Regions from separate parts of the Rattus norvegicus genome. Here all the other regions are linked to region 3. The links are chromatin contacts, called in public Hi-C maps. All regions are on one chromosome and are shown on one strand. Each heading gives the region's core, a stretch centred on a gene start, on an enhancer-like site or on the middle of the called end of the contact. The rest is flanking DNA. Distances are from core to core; before and after follow the strand shown. Region 1 overlaps Gmds (GDP-mannose 4, 6-dehydratase). Region 2 overlaps Gmds (GDP-mannose 4, 6-dehydratase). Region 3 holds the start of Foxc1 (forkhead box C1).

What was found. A called contact is a pair of places that touch in the nucleus more often than the background predicts.
Region 1: a Hi-C map of the A7r5 cell line shows a contact between it and region 3, with 6 times the contacts expected there. The contact joins the enhancer-like site here to the promoter of Foxc1 in region 3. A contact is called at or near these places in 3 of 12 Hi-C or Micro-C datasets (the A7r5 cell line, the Rat2 cell line and mammary epithelial cells).
Region 2: a Hi-C map of the A7r5 cell line shows a contact between it and region 3, with 4 times the contacts expected there. The contact joins the enhancer-like site here to the promoter of Foxc1 in region 3. A contact is called at or near these places in 12 of 12 Hi-C or Micro-C datasets (the A7r5 cell line, the Rat2 cell line, Schwann cells and 7 more) and 1 of 1 datasets of contacts at active chromatin or transcription factors (oligodendrocytes).

What each region holds. Positions count from the first base shown.
Region 1 is chr17:32,555,981-32,559,686 of GRCr8, forward strand. All of the region lies in intron 7 of Gmds (GDP-mannose 4, 6-dehydratase), which reads left to right. Among named protein-coding and RNA genes, the nearest start is that of Gmds, 250 kb to the left of the region's middle. Within about 2 kb of position 1,706, at least 7 of the 93 cell types and tissues checked have an H3K27ac peak or open chromatin away from gene starts, as enhancers often do. A contact at or near this core is called in the A7r5 cell line, where this site is marked.
Region 2 is chr17:32,410,778-32,414,139 of GRCr8, forward strand. All of the region lies in intron 4 of Gmds (GDP-mannose 4, 6-dehydratase), which reads left to right. Among named protein-coding and RNA genes, the nearest start is that of Gmds, 110 kb to the left of the region's middle. Within about 2 kb of position 1,919, at least 5 of the 93 cell types and tissues checked have an H3K27ac peak or open chromatin away from gene starts, as enhancers often do. A contact at or near this core is called in the A7r5 cell line, where this site is marked.
Region 3 is chr17:32,842,636-32,846,271 of GRCr8, forward strand. It overlaps Foxc1 (forkhead box C1), which reads right to left and starts at 1,465. Exons shown (of 1, transcript NM_134338.2): 1 at 1-1,465. The coding sequence starts at 908.

The DNA of each region.
Region 1 (3,706 bases), core at 456-2,955, 290 kb before region 3:
TTTCTATTGCAGGTGCTATGGTCTTTTCTTCTCCTTTTTGATTAACTCCAACACACGAAGTTAGGGAGTAGGTGACCTTCTAATAAGGGTCTGTTTTAAATATACATGACATTTTACTTATAGATTCTTTATGTCTGGTGCTTGGAATGGAAGCCAGGACTCTGCTCCACTTGAGTATGTCCTGGGATCTGGAGCTATGTCCATGTAACCTGAAAGACCCCTGTTAAGACTACCTGACAGGGAGGGTAAAAGCAAAGCAGGTTACACAGGAAGAAGAAAGGAAGTATTAGATGAGGTTTTTGGTAGGTATGACTTCACTTTAGCTGCTTGACTCCTACGTGTTAAGAAGATAGGTACTAGTTCCTCAGTCTGTCTCAAGGCCTCTGACTCATAGAATAATGATGGTGGTTGGCTACCTGTGTTGGAGGGGACAGGAGGCATTCCAGAAAGATGACTGTGGCCTCCCACCTCTAGCCACCAAGTGCACGGCACCTGAATATTTACTTCATATTCTCCAGGGAAAGGCCAACATTAGGGTCTCCGTACTTTCATCGTTCATTTTCCATCACATGATGCCTCCTTTATGTGAAAATGACTGTATCTTTAAATTTAGTTTGAGCATCAATATAGGAAGATCTCACCAGGCCTTTCCTTAAACCCAGAAAGAATATTGTACTTCTCGCTTTTGATGTCCTGTGATTTGCATTTTTCCATTTGATTTCTCCCACAAAACCTTTGGCCCTGCCTGTCACCGCCATGAGAAAAGGCTGGTGCTGTGAGAAGCTGCCATCCTTTCATTAAACTCTTGCTTCATGCCTGTGAAAGGTTTCAGCCCTGTCGCTTCTGAATCTTTAGTTTTTGGTTTCTGGGTCTGGTTTTGGTGTCTGGGCTATCCTTGTAAGATTTCAAAGCCTCTTTTCATTAACTTTAAACATTTATTTGTGTGTGTGTGTGTGTGTGTGTGTGTGTGTGTGTGTGTGTGTGTGTGTGTCTGTCTGTCTGTCTGTCTGTCTGCCTGTCTGTCTGTCTGCATGGATATATGTAGCACGTGTGTGACTGGTGCCTTTGATGACCAAAAGAGGGCATCAACTCCCCTAGAACTCCAGTTACAGATGGGTTGTGAGCCATTTGGTTGCTGGGACTAAACCTAAGTCCTCTGCAAGAACAGCAAATGCTCTTAACTACTTCACCTCTGCCTCCAGCATACCACACTGACTTTAATGGGGACCATCGCACAGTCATGTACCTTTCACTCAATGCTACAAATAATAATAATACTCTTAAAATTTTCCTGTTTTGTCACTGACCTTCTAATTCTCCTCTTATCCAACTCCAACAGAAGTGCAGTAAGAACCACTGTGAAGTGTTTGAAGAGCCAGAGTCACGAAGGCAGAGTCCTCCATGCTAAGCAGCAGGCTTCCTCTTCAGTATTAACTTAATAGTTGTACAATCATGTAGTTTGAGGGAGATATCACCTCTCTACAGGAAAGACAAGTTTTACAGAACTCATTTCATTTGATCCTTATCTATAAAATACAAAAGAAAACAAAACAAAGCCAAAGAAGGTTCAAGAAGGGGCAGGGTGGTTTAAATTCCATTGCCTTTTGTCAGTGGAGCTGAAAGTTTCCTTGTGGTTGACTATCTGTCAGGGCCTTTGGGAAACAGCATCCGTGACTGGCTTGGGCCAGTGAGTCATCTATTAAATTTATCCCTGATGAATTACAGGTTTGCTTGCTTAAGTGCATATAGCACAGGACCTTGGGATCTTAGAAGTCTGTGAGGTTCAAAGAAAGCAGAGTGGCTTTGATACTTCCCGGGCAACTCTTCTAACTTCCTAGATCCTGAATTTCTGTCCTTAGCTGCTTTCTTTTTCCTGACTCTCAGCTCTTTTCTCCTTTTCTCTCTCTTCATCCCCTTCTTTGCTTGCCTTTCCCTCCCTCCCTCTCTCCTGAGTGTCAGATTGGGGCCGGCTCTCCCAGCAGAATATCTCTGACAGGGCTGACAGTAGTTTGAGCTGCCTTATTCTCTATCTGTGTGCATTAGTAGATCAGCAGCAGCATGCAAAGCATTGTATTGTAAAGGTACTCATTCGTTCTTCTGACACTGTGCTTTCCATGTAGCAGGAAATAAAAATACACTTGAGAATAGAAGGCTAAACTATGGAAGTCAGACTTAGATAGTTGACAGTCTACTAAAAAAAAATTTTCTGACAGTTTTCACCCAGGTAGGAACCCTGAGGTTTTCAGCACAGCCCAAGTAGCTGGGCAGCCATTCATGAGCAGCAGAGAAGTCTTTCCTACTCCTGTGTTTGTGAACAATTCGAAGAGTTGATTTTGAAGATTTCCCTTTGGCGTTGGGGGTTTTATCTCAGTGGTATAGTGCTTACCTAGAAAACTAAAGCCCTGGGCTCCCTTCTCAAATCAGGATGTGTGTATAAGGAAGGAGTGAAAACACCTTTCCCAGATCTGAAAGTTTAAATATTCACCCAGCCTCTTCATGTCCTTGAAAATGTTTCTGACTGCTGTTTGCTGTGTAAAATACGTAAAGTACTTTATAATTTTAATTGTATTTTCACAAAAGTCTAGTAAGGTACTATCCTTCTTTCCCATTCAAGCCCAGGTCTAAGACATGGAACCGAAGCCTCAGGCTATGCTCCTCTCCTGCCCTTTCCTGGATGTCTTCTCACACCTAGGGCTGCGCCATCTTTCTAGAATGCAGCTGTGTTAGTGGTGCTCTGGGACCTGTGCCTTGTTTGGAGCTCTGTTCCAGCTACCCCAATTTCCTGCTTCCATGACTGGGGCTGTGCCCATGGGCCCCATGAACTCCTTGAGCTGTCACTGTGCCCTACTACTATGTTTTCTTAAGGTTCTAGTATATTTCAGGGTCAGCCCTGAGTTGCCTCTTGAACATCTTTCTTAAGGACAGACCTCTTTTCTTTTTGCTCGCCTAGTTTACCAAAGGGATTTACTGTTTCCTCATTGGTCCTCAGGCTAGTCTTCATTTGTATCTTCCCAGTACCCCATAATATCCACTATTCTGCTTATTTATTAATGACTACCTGATTGAGTCAACAAATTCCTTCCAAGTCAGTCTCATAGGTTTGTCCAATTCAAACACTGAAGAAGCCTTGCATATTGTCTGCCAGTCTCCTCCACTGACAGTATTTAACTATTGGTTTGTTATAAAAATAGTTTTACAATCTGATGTTGACAATGTCCATTCAGACTAGTTGTCAAAATTGCTCCATAAGTCACTAGAGGCATGAATGAAGTCAAAGGGGTTGGCAATTAGTGGCCAACACATGCCTCACATATGCCAGGACAGGGTGTTTGGGATCCTTCCAAGACCTCTGTGATTACAGACAGTAACTCTTGTTGTCCTATATCCCTCCATCTGGGCCAAGTAGTCAGATGTGACAAGAGTCAGAGCAAAGAACAGCATAGAGCTCCATGGCCTGCTCAAGATTTGCTGAAGGGGCTTTGAAGCATCCAAGTGTGGTGTTCTGCAAATTCTACTTGAAGACCTGGGATGAGTACACTACAGGAGATAGATGAAGTTTGTCCAGACAAAGCCAGGTGCCCTAGAAGATACTTGCTAAATTTCAAGTGTATATCATGGCACAGGTGTACACTAACAGAGCCTTACACATATGCTTTTCCACCCAAGAAGCCAGCTTAGATTTCTGTGTCAGGCATGATCTCGCCTG
Region 2 (3,362 bases), core at 669-3,168, 430 kb before region 3:
GAATTTTTTAAATGTTAGAAACCTTTATTTTAATGTTAATTCTTGGTAGTGGCTATATGATTGGGTTGCTGGATATTCTCAGGTTGCAATATATTGTTAAAGTGATATTCTTTGAGTAGCAATCACATGTTAAAGTTAGCTGAATTTTCTTTCTGTTGTGAGTGGTGAATGTGCGGATTTCTTCCCTGTATTCAGGTGCTGGGTGCTCTGCATCCTTCTTTGGTCATTCTATCTAGAACAAGTCCCGTAAACTTGACTGCTCTTCCCAGTCCTCCAGCTTCGGTTAGACTCAGGTTTCCTTAGCTGTATTCTGATGCTTTCTTGGGTGAATGAAATTTGAAACCAGGGCTGTTTTGTTTTATTTAGGTACCTAGTCAATCAAGTGGTTAGCAGAGCTTAGAAATAAAAACAGACTTTAAGTTTAAAAAAAAAAGTTGAGAAATATCTATCCATGTTTCTTTTCTCAAATACAGTAATTTTATTGGAGTATTTAAAGTGTTTTTACGTTCCTCCATATTTTTCAGTTTTGTTTATAATGTGGGCATTATGCCCTCTTTCCACACCTCTGCTGCTTAAGGCTGGAATTAGGGCCCAAGTCTAATGAACAATGGAATAAACCTAGTCATAAAACAGCAAAATTTGAAAATTGAGAGTCAGTCCTTGGGTTGCCAAGTCTTTGTACTTAGCAGGTAAGAGCACTGACTGCTTTTGAAGAGGGAGGACTTGGATATGGCATCCAGCACCCACATGATAACGCACAAACACTTGTAGCTTCAGTCTCAGGGAATTTAACACCCTCTTACGTCCTGAGGCACCAGGGGCAAAAAACTCATTCACTTAAATTAAATATGTCTTAACAGAAAAAACAAATAATTGTCCATATTTACTACTGCTGCTGCTGCTGCATGCTACTATTACTACTCATTACTACTACTGCTACTACTACTACTACTAAATTTGAGATTAGCCCATTTTTTATTTTAAGACAGGCCTGAAGATTTACAAAAACATTTTTTACCTGCCTAGATGCTGTTTAGAAAACAGCAACAAAACAAAACCACTAACCCCCTATCTTTCTCATTACTTTTTCCTTTTTTCCTGCTTTTTTTGGTGTTGAGCAGTACCTCATATATGCTAAACATATGATAGAGCTCATCTTAACCCTCTTGGTTCCTTAATCTTTTGGTCAGTGTATGTTATCTGTTCTTAGTGTGAGGGTCTTTACATTCTGCAGGCGGAGCTATTTTCCTAGGGATTTTCAGTGTTTCCCCATGATGAAGGAAAGCCTTAGGCTTTTGTGTTTGAGAGTTTATCCTGTTTTCTACAGAGGAGTGTTTGTTCTATTTTTCCAGGCATGACTATTAGAGGCTGGAATCCACAGGTGAGGTTGCAAGGACATAGATGTTATGGGAGTGTGGGGCTTTGTAAAGTAGATAAGGATAGAATAGATCACCTGGTGGAATGAGTGGACCCTTCTGTGGTCTCTGGAGAGGAGGGAAAGCCCTCGTGCCCAGAGACCAGTCAGTTGATGCGACAACTATGAAAGACTTTACTACCAGCACTTGGAGAACACTCAGATAACATATTGTAAAATGAGTTCTCAGATTCCTTAAGGTGGTAGCTGGAGAAAGGAAGATAGAAACCTGCGGGGAACTTGCATCATAAAGGGTATGGGGAAGCAAAGTAGGATAGCAAGAACCAAGGAGACAAGGGGCAGTGGGTGGACTTACGTGTTGGAAGTTAAGAAAGTAGGTCTTTCTAGGAAGAAGAGCATAGAGAACCAGGAAAGCCTTGGCAGTAAGGCTGAAGATCAACTTGTAATATTTCTGTTTGTTTGCTTTTTGCATTGCTAGGGTTGGAAACCAGGGCCTCATGCATGGTGATGCGTGCTCTATGACTCAGCCATACCCCATATCTGACTAAGTACTTTTTAAAGAAGTGGTCTGAAGTAGATGTGATGGAGCTAAAACAGATTCAGCACAGGGGTTTTAGTAGTTGAGTTACAAGGAAAGTGTAAAATGAGTCAATTCTTTTCAAGGAATTTCCTGTTGGAAGGAGGAGAGAACAACATAGTAAAGATTAGGTCAGTGTCCCTCAAAATTGCTAGGCCTCTTTCCCAGACTCTTTGATTTCTGAAGTTCAGAGTGAGGGTGAGAACTTTGATTTTTAGGAAGTGTCCAGTTGGTCCTTAAGCTTAGTCTGGGAGCCACACTTTGGGAAACATTGGGTGTCTTGGTTCATTTGTACAGTTGCTTTAAGTGCATTCATCTTAGACTTTGTCTTTTCAATGTACCAGCTTCTGAGTCAGATGAAAATTAGCCGTACTAATCACCAGTTCATGACAGTGTGAGATTTTAAATCACTATGACACCGACAATCAAGAATTGTGATAGTTGAAAAAGGCGGGAGTGGGTCTCGTATGCACCACTTCTTCACACTCAATTCTCTTTCCAGGTAGTGTGTAGCCTGGGAGATTCATACCTTACAAAATCCTCCTTATATTTCAAGATAAAACATGAGTACAATCTGTGTTTTTTAAAACCCACACTTTTTTATATCTCTGTGCTGTAAGCTAAGGCAAGTTGATCGTTAGCTGTGGGTAGCAGACTCCAAGAAGGGGGTTGGCTCAGGCTGGAGTGTCCTCAGCTTTCCTTGCCAGCCAGTGAGCTTAGAGCCCTCTGATCACTCTAAGCTGCATTTATGGGTTCAGATTTTGGTATGTTTTGTTATTATCAAGTGATTAAAATATTACTTTGTTGTAAATTATGTTAATATCTTTAAGAAATTTACTGTTCATAAAAAATTAAATAAAAATTTGTTTCTGACCGGTATAATATGTTCAGTAAGATTAACTTAAAATAACATGCTTTTTGTAATATTTTGAAAGATGGTCTAATATTAGCACATTTTGTGTTTAATTTTGAATTCTTGACTTCTAGACTGGACAATGTTTGTGTTGGCCTCATGTTGTGCAGAATAAACTCTCTATCACTCACACTTCCAGTTAATCTGATGTGGGCCAAGGTATTGCTAAAAGTAAGGAAAATAAAATAATAGGAAGCTGGTCTGGCTTCCTGTAGGAAACCAATGAAGATGAAATTGCTTCTTGGAATGAGCCCATAGCAGTCTGGGAAATACTGACTGAAGACATTTTTCTGAATCATAAACAGTAAAATTATGACTCATGAAGTAGTTCATTGAAAGGCTGATTGGATCTTACATGGGAGAAAGTGAGGGATGACTGCAATGTACCAGTTATTAAAAGCAGTTAAACCTAGTATAATGACATCATCCCATTAGGAACAAATGATACAGTTTTATGGTCCTGCCCATCTTGGAAGAGAAAAAAATGTTTTAGGAAA
Region 3 (3,636 bases), core at 215-2,714:
TGCGGCGGCGGCGCGGGCTGTGGCGGCGGCGCGGGTTCTGCAGCGTCCAGGCTGAGCGGCCGCGCCGAGGGCAGGCTGCCCGGGGGGCTGCTCCCGCTCGACAGGCTGCTGCTGCTGCTGTCGGGACTCTCGATTTTAGGCACTGTGGCCGCACTGCCGCTGCCTAGGGCGGCAGCCGGGGACAGGGGCTGGGGCGGCGAGGGACACGTACCGTTCTCCGTCTTGATGTCCTGGATGCGCACGGGTGGCTGCTGTGGCCCGGGAGCGGAGCCCTCGGCCTGTTCCGGGGGCGCGGGCGCGGGCTGGCGGCCGGCCTGCGGCGGCGGCGGTTCCTGGAGGTGCAGTCGGCCCTTCTCCTCCTTGTCCTTCACCGCGTCCTTCTTCTTGAAGCGCCGCCGCCGCCGCAGGAAGCTGCCGTTCTCGAACATGTTGTAGGAGTCCGGGTCCAGCGTCCAGTAGCTGCCCTTGCCTGGCTTCTTGTCGTCGCGGGGCACCTTGACGAAGCACTCATTAAGCGAGAGGTTGTGCCGTATGCTGTTCTGCCAGCCCTGCTTATTGTCCCGATAGAAGGGAAAGCGGTCCATGATGAACTGGTAGATGCCATTCAGGGTGATCTTCTTGTCCGGGGCATTCTGGATAGCCATGGTGATAAGAGCGATGTAGCTGTAGGGAGGCTTCACCATGTCCTTGGGCTGCGGCTGCGGCGTATAAGGCCCGTAGGCGCGCGCCATGCCGCCCGGGTACTGCTCGGCGTGAGCAGGGTGCGAGTACACGCTCATAGGGGCCGGCATGGCGGTGTAGCCGCCCCCGGCCGCCGCCGCGGCAGCGCGATAGTAGCTCTGCTCGCCGCCGAGGTAGGGCACCACTCCCAGGGAGTTGGGGCTGGACACCGAGTAGCGCGCCTGCATGGCCCCGGCTCGCCGCCGCCAGGCGCAGTCCGCCGCCCCCCACCCTCGCTCGGGCCGGGCCGCGCCGCACCGGCCCCCGAGTCCGAGTCCCGGCCGCGCCGAGCTGCTGCGGGCCCCGCCGCGCTGCGTCTGTCCGGGCCGCGGCCGCCTCCTTGCGCCCGGGGCTGCTCGGCCTCTCCCTGCGCTCGCCTGGCGCCTCGCTGCCCACTCAGTTCCCGCGCGGGCGGCGAGGGAGGGTCGCTGCAACCGGGAGAGGGCCGGACGAGGATTCCGCAAGCCGCCTCGGAGGAACGTTCAGAGCAACTTCCAGGCGCAGTCGGGGCAAAAAAAAAAAAAAAAAAAAAGACAAAAGTTCAAAAAAAATTAAAAAAATAAAAATAAGAAGGCGCCCTGCTCGCCACTGCCTGCGCCTTCCAGGAGACACTGCTCGGGGCTGCTAGCTAAGGCGGCCAAATAACCAGGGGCGGGGGCAGCGCGCCGGCCGCCTTCCCGGGCCCCCGCGTCACCTTTTCTCAGTCTCTTGCGCCGGCCGCTTAAGGAAGCATTGGGAAAACTTCTGAACTTTTGAGCATCCGTCACCCAGGCTAGGACTTTTTTACGCAGTTACATTTTTTTCCGGGCAGCGGAGCCCCGCCCCACTACGGAGGCGGCAGCCAATGGGAGGCGAGAGACGCCTGTGAATGAGCCAGCGGCCGAGCTCCGCCGGCCCGCTCCTGGCTGCTGGAGGACCGCGGGGCTGACCACACGCGCGCCGGCTGCCCGGGCCCGGCGCCCGCGCCCCTGCCCGCAGCCCGCGGTCGGTCCTACTACCGCACCCACCCACTCACTGCCAGACACTGCCCTTCACCCCCTGACGTTCTCGGGGACTGCAGACTTTCGGAGTCCTCACTGGCCCCAGGACCCTTCCTGCGTCCACAGTTCCCAGTCCTCCACGGAGCCCTCGAGTCTCTCTTCGCACAGGATCTGCCTCACTCCTTAGTCTATCTTGCTGTCTCCAGCGCCGGGATTTCTCCGGCCTTCCCAACCCTCCCCCTATCCCTTGGTCTCTCCTTTTCGTAACATCCCTCTCTCTGCTATCGCGGGTCACATTGACATCCCATCCACTCTTCACCCGCAGGTTCTCCAGTCCGACTTTAGGTTTCAGAGGCTCGGTCACAGCCGCGGGGGTTCCAGTGAGGAAGAAGATGGTATTTCGGTGCCTCGCCCCACTCCCTGCTAGCTGTAATCGGAGAGGATAGAAATTTCAGACTTTTTTTTTAAAAAAACTGATAGACTATGTAGGCCACATTGAGGAGCACGGAGTTCACGAGCGTTCCGTTCCAGGGCTTAAAGGAACTAGAGAGTTCGGGCTAAGACGATTCCAAAAGTTTCCTCAACAAACCACTCGTTGTCCCTTTGTCCTGACCAGCACATTTTGGCTCATAGGGCCAGTTAAGTTCAAAAGGGCTTGGTGACATTAGCAGTTGTGATGAAGAAGAGTCAGATAAATATGCCCAAGAGCTTAAGGCTTCCCCCAAGCCACTCTCCGCCTCTGCCCATCCTAGGGCAGCTGCCTCATAGAGTCTGAGTTGGAGGAAGTGTTCAGAATTGTACCTACAAGACAGCTCAAAGATTCTGATAGATAATCCCTGAATGATCCTTGAAATTCGTGATTAGACCTCAAGTCTGCAGCCTCTGGATGACTGGAACAGGATGGGTAGAGATGAGATGGGGGAAATGGAGGGTCTGAGAGGATAGGCCTCCCTCTGACTGCAAAACAACCCTGCATTTCAGCAACTGGTCCAGAAAAAATTCTGACAGAGTGGACACCAAGTCCTTTACTTGAAGATGGGTTTGAGAGCCTGTGAAAAAGTGTTTGTGACTTACTTTTCACCTTGGGTTCCTCAGATAATCTTTAAGGGTTCCTCTGGTAATCTTTAAGGCTAGGACTTGCTGGGAGTCCCTTTTAGTTTACCGACTTGAACCTTCCTTCCCTCACTAACACACACACACACACACACACACACACACACACACACACACACACAGCACCTTTCCCTTAGTAGATAAGGAGGACACTGATTTATGTAGTAGGCACAGATGTGTTGCTTAAACATACATACATACATACATACATACATACATACATACATGTAATTTCAAAATGGTCATTTATATTAAGGGAAGAGGAAACCCTATGTTTCTAGAATTCGGTGAACACACACATACTCAAAGGGAAGCCATTGCATCCTAGTCTAGCACAATTTGGGCTCACTTGATCTCCTGTTCCCAGATGTTTGCAGAACTAAGGCACTGTTGGTCTGGGAGAAGTAGGTTTGTCATCCGGAGAGTCCGAAGCTGATTCCTAAAGATTCTTGCATGCGGCAAGAGTTTAAGTTACATGCCTTAAAATATAAATTTGTGTCTCCTTCTAGCCCCCACACCCATGCCTCACCAACTCAGGATGCTGTGGCTTTTAAATCCTGGGTCTGGCCCTAAATGGAGTACAATTAGAAAGCGATCGTCCCCTGCACCTTGGCATTTGGTTCTTAAGCTGTGCATACAACCAGCTGTGTGGTAGGATGAACGAAGCTTTTAGCAACTTCACACGCAGCTTTTAGCAACTTGTTTGTTTTCTGATTGTAGGGTTTCCACATTCCAGCGGGCCGGGTTCTGTAAGAGACAATGTGTTGGACTGCCCTCCTCCAGTCCCCAGTTGCTCCCCAACCCCCAGCCCATAGAAGTGTAA